Regions from separate parts of the Mus musculus genome. Here region 2 is linked to region 1. Evidence: chromatin contacts called from public HiCAR-type data. All regions are on one chromosome and are shown on one strand. Each heading gives the region's core, a stretch centred on a gene start, on an enhancer-like site or on the middle of the called end of the contact. The rest is flanking DNA. Distances are from core to core; before and after follow the strand shown. Region 1 holds the start of Pdzk1ip1 (PDZK1 interacting protein 1). Region 2 has its middle 19 kb from the start of Cyp4a12a.

Region 1 (2,595 bases), core at 53-2,552:
TGGTCTATGATGCTCAGGCATTGGGAACAACCCTGGGAGGTCCCCTCCCATTTTCCTTCTTCTGTGGCTCTTACAGCTAACTCCTCACAGACATCCTCCTCTTGTGGCTATGGGGAGAGCTTATAGAGCAAGGGATAGAGTCAAAAGCAGAAGAAAAATGGTCCTGGACCGGTTTCTTCGTGAATCTATATAAGTTACTCAATCTCTCTGGTACAAAACCCTTTCATACCTCCAACCTAACAGCAGCTCTGAGAGGTGGGCAGGGTAAGATTTACTGAGAATGAATTAAAAAAAAAAAAAAAACTAAGACTCAGAGTGGGACAGGAATTCCCTCATGGCCACACAGCAAGACAGAAAGAGCTTGGTGAAGAGTACCCCCACGGTGGGACGACTATGGAGAAAGTGACAAAGAGGACTTAGGTCATCCAGTCCAGGGGCTTATGCCTTTAATGTCACCACCCCCTAGCCCCCATCCAGAGCAAGCATTTGAAGGTGCACTGGGACTGGTCCCAGTCTCTGTTTCTAGCCCCAGGACTGAGTTGTCTCTGGGACAATTCCTGCTGTGAGGTTTGGATCTCAATTCCTGTTCCTCCCCTAAACCCCAGAGCCAACACATACATTCCCTGCTGTCCCACCTCTCCCCGAAGGAAAACAAATCGATTACAGAACCTAAGTCAGAGGACTGTGGCCCCGTGGTGTGTATTCACCCTCCAAAACACCACCCCATCCAACCTCAGTCACTGTTTTCCTGCCACCCCTCTCCTCCCTGAAGCCCAGGTACCCCTGTCCTGTGCTACCTTGTTGACAGCTGGCAGGTGCCACTTCCGCGAGCAGACCCAGCACGAGCAGACTGAAGGCCAACATGGCTGCAGGCAGCTGTAGGACCTCGGTCCACTGCTGGTGTTTTTGACTCCTGGAGCTGCTGGAGGTCTGGGGTGTTTGTATGAGATCAGCTGGAGAGCAGTCTGACTCTAAAGGAGAGGTTGGATTGGGTAAGGCAGAAGTGGAAAGAGGGCGGGGAGGAAGGACTGGCAGACTGGTGAAGAGAAACTGCCCTCCTCCCATGGAAATGAGCTGCCGGGCCTGGCTTATGCCCAGCCCGACGAACTGGCATTTAAGGTACCCCTTTAGAAACCAGTTCTGGGGGTGGGCCCAGGGAACTGGGGAAGTAAGGGGAAAGTCCCCGCCTTCTCCGACACTCACTCTGCCTCAGAAGTCTTCTTCTGAGCTCACCTTTCCTGGCAATGGGGCTAGGCTCCCAGGGAAAGGTGTGACATTTTCAGCCCTGCCTTGAATGAGCCCAGTGGGTGGGGCTTCTTGAAAGACTGACAGTTGGCTTGAGACAGGCTCTAGCTGGCTCAGGGAGCCAGAGGAAAACATCTGTGGACAAAAGACTCAGGGAAAGCTCAGCTGCCCGCTTTCCTTACATCAGCCCCTCCACTCACTTCTTGTTTCCGACCCACCAAGCCAGACCCTGGGACCCCACCTCACGTGAAACAGAGACTCACTTCACAGTCCCCAGCCCTGACCAGTCTGGTGATTCCCTATAGCCCAGTTCAACATTCCCTCTTGGTTCCCACAGTCCCTGATAACCTGGCAGGCCTTAGACAAGATTTGACTTGGTCAGAAGTCTCAACATCTGCCTTCAGATCCACCTCCCTTCATCACAGCAGACATCTCCCACCTTCAGTGACCTATTTATTTTATCAAATGGAGATCTGCACCCTGCTTAAAACTAACGAGGGAAGCATGGTGGATATTTGCTAGTTCTGCCTCATTCCTTTCATTCCAACCAGTGGTTCCCTGGAATGTCCAAAGCAGGTGGGAGCCCTGAGCCTGCTTCCCCTATGTGTGCATGCCTACTTCATGCACGTGTCTTAGCAATCTTCCTTTGTTCTGCTCATTCCCTGAGACTTCCAAATGCCCGGGTGCAGTCTACAGACAGGAATAGCCATGAGAAGTTCATCTGTCCCTCAGAAATCTACATCACAGGGCCAGGCATTGCAGAAGCACATCTCCCACCCAGCAGGACACACAGCATCTGCCAGACCTTCCAAACACTAGGGATGACCCAAGTACCTACTGAAGTCTGGGGTGTAAGTCCGTGGTGGACCTCCTTGTCCCAGCTACCCTAGAATATAGGAGTTGAGATGCAAGAGCAGGCTAGACCCCCTTCCTAAGGAAAGGAGGGGAGAGGATTTTTTGGCAGTCCCTGTTGCTTGCATGGTTTCCTAAAAGGACGTTATGCTCAGACCTTTCCAGTGCACACTCAGGTAGGAGATTTCATGCTGTCTTGGCTTCAGACAGGTACTCAGAAAGCCCCAGGGCACAGTCATCATGCCCATCTGTCCCCGACTACAAAACACAGAGCCTGTGATCTTGGTCCAACACGAGACTAAGTTTATGTTCTGAAGAAGCCAATATCAACCTGGCTTGACCAGATTTAGGAAATAAGGAAGCTAAGAATGGGTGGCTGCGACATTAAACACCAGCCAGGGCACTGTGGATGGGATGACACTTGTGAGGGTATCCACTGCATTGCTTGTCCCAAGGCACAGGTCTTACTTAGTTCCTGTCCAAAGGAAAAACAAAAAA
Region 2 (2,595 bases), core at 70-2,569, 190 kb before region 1:
TTTCTATTGGATGGTTTTAGCTCCCTTGTCAAAGATCAGGTGACCATAGGTGTGTGGGTTCATTTCTGGATATTCAATTCTCTTCCATTGATCTTCCTGTCTGTCGCTGTACACTATCATGCAGTGGAAGAAGTCAAAATATCACTATTTGCAGATGATATGATCATATACTTAAGTGATCCCCAAAATTCCACCAGATGTATCTTGTTACCCCTAGCTGAGAAATAAACATGTATGGACAAACAAACTGCTTTAGTTGTTCTGCTGCTGTGATAAAACACCATGACCAAGGCAACGTACAATGTTGGGAGCCGCCCCCACATTCGCCGTCACAAGATGGCGCTGACATCCTGTGTTCTAAGTGGTAAACAAATAATCTGCGCATGTGCCAAGGGTATTTTATGACTACTTGTACTCTGCCTTTCCCGTGAACGTCAGCTCGGCCATGGGCTGCAGCCAATCAGGGAGTGATGCGTCCTAGGCGAAATATAACGCTCCTAAAAAAGGGGATGGGTTTCCGCCACTCGCTCTCGCTGGCATCTCTCTGGCTCTGCGCGCCCTGCGCTCGCTCGCTGCCTAAAGATGTAAACAATAGAGCGCGAGCGCCGGAGCTCTGGCTCCTAAAGATGTAATAGAAGGGGCTTTTCGCTTTTGGGGCTGGGGGTTTTTGCACTCCTGCTCCTGAAGATGTAAGCAATAAAGTTTTGCCGCAGAAGATTTTGGTTTGTTGCGTCTTTCCTGGCCGGGCGTGAGAACGCGATTAAGAGTACAAAGAAAGTGTTTAATTGGGGACTTGCTTACATTTTCAGAAGGTTATAATCACGGTGGCCAGGGGTGTGGCAGCAGGTCAGCGGGATGGTGCTGAGTCACAGACAGGCTGTGGGATGATGATGAAGGAAAGAGGAAGAAGAGGAATGGGAGGAGAGGAGGAAGAGGAGGAGGAGGAGGACGAGGAGAGAGAGAGAGAGAGAGAGAGAGAGAGAGAGAGAGAGAGAGAGAGAGAGAGAGAGAGAGCGCCTGGCATGGGCTTTTGAAACCTCAAAGCCCACCTTCAGTGACACACTTTCTACAAAAAGACCACATCTACTTCCACAAGGCCACACTCCTAATCTTTCCCAAGCAGTTCCAAGGGGACCAAACATTCAAACATATTAGCCTGTGGAGGTTATTCTCTTTCAAACCACCACACATACCAATCCAGGAAAACAAGAACCTACAGGTGTTATGCAATGTGGGGCTAGAAAGAGAGGAAGAAAGGAAATGCTTCACAGGAAACTGACATTAACCACAGCTGATGGCCCAGTTGAGGCCATGGGCAGCTGTGAATTCTGGGTAACTGTGGCAGACTGTGCCATGCCACCTCTCACTGCTCACCATCCCTGTGTTTCTGTCCCTATAGACACCTTGGCTCAGGAAAACAGACTCTGTGCACTGAAATACAAAGGTCTCAGAATACAATGAGGACTAGTTGACATGCATACACTGTGTCCTGCTACACACGCTCCAGTGAAGTTTGCTTGGCAGGATGAGAGGCCTGGGAGCACTCACGAGGCAAAAAGTTTCAGAGAAACTCACCTCCTGGAACCTTGGTGTTCTCATAACCCATATACTCATACCCTATCCCCATGTTAGTCTGTTGTATGGATTCATGTGCTCTCTTTTAGTATTATTTCATTATAAGTGCCTTTTAAGATTGAATTCTGACATAGCTAAGCCTTCGCGAGTGTTCCAAGGTTCCAGAAAATCCTTGAAGCCAACAAAGTTGAAATTCAGTAGGAATTCAGTCAGAAGGTTACCTATTCAGTAACATTCGAATTTACTTCTAGTAGAGAAGGTGAAATTGATTAGGCATTACAAAGAACAGAGCTGGAATAGCTCAGGGCTGGTCTGCAGAGTGATTACTTGGGACAGTAGCCAATCTTACCCAAACAAGGGAATACACAATGGCCTAGCTAATAGGTGGGTTTACCATGTAAAAGTTAGGGAATCCCACTGAGACAGGAATCTTCACTACAGCCAGGTATAGCAGGCTACATTGCATATTAGAAGCAAGTTGGTGAATTCTTCTGACAAATGGAGATTCTCCACAGATACTTAAAAGAACAGCCAAGTTACAGTCATACAAGAATTTATCAGGGCCTAGGAAATAGGGGGTTGTGGTATTTTATTATTCATGAGAAGGTCTGCTAGAGAAGAACCCCCTGGTGCTAGCTTTCACAAGGCTCAAAGGCACAAATTGTGACTAGGGTGTGAAATCCTCAGCTGTCATTAGCTGACCCTAGGCAGGGTGGTTTTATCTTTACTGTAAATATTACCTGATTCCTGTATTTTTTTTTTTTTTTTGGTTAGTGGTTCAGTCTCTGAGAGCCCCAAGGGTAGGTTACTTGAACCTGTTGGTCTTCCTGTGGAGTTCCTATCCCCTTAGGAGCCAGTTTCCTTCCTCCTATTCTTCCATAAGCATCCCAAGCTCTGTTTGGCTGTGGATGTCTGTAACTGTCTGAGTCAAATCCTGGGTGGAGCTTCTCAGAGGGCAGCCATGCTAGATTCCTATTTTTACACCTAACAGAGTATCATAAAAAGTGTCAAGGATTGCGG

Evidence for each region. HiCAR-type assays count read pairs that join an accessible place to other places.
Region 2: a contact with region 1 is called in a HiCAR-type map of kidney, with 4 times the contacts expected there. The contact joins the enhancer-like site here to the promoter of Pdzk1ip1 in region 1. A contact is called at or near these places in 1 of 15 datasets of contacts at CTCF or cohesin (liver), 3 of 484 Hi-C or Micro-C datasets (cortical neurons, myocytes and pancreatic cancer cells) and 1 of 115 datasets of contacts at active chromatin or transcription factors (kidney).

The regions. Positions count from the first base shown.
Region 1 is chr4:115,087,415-115,090,009 of GRCm38.p6, reverse strand. It overlaps Pdzk1ip1 (PDZK1 interacting protein 1), which reads right to left and starts at 1,302. Exons shown (of 4, transcript NM_001164557.1): 1 at 798-1,302. The coding sequence starts at 1,065.
Region 2 is chr4:115,279,240-115,281,834 of GRCm38.p6, reverse strand. No RefSeq gene overlaps it. Among named protein-coding and RNA genes, the nearest start is that of Cyp4a12a, 19 kb to the left of the region's middle. Within about 2 kb of position 1,319, at least 37 of the 459 cell types and tissues checked have an H3K27ac peak or open chromatin away from gene starts, as enhancers often do. A contact at or near this core is called in kidney, liver and pancreatic cancer cells, where this site is marked.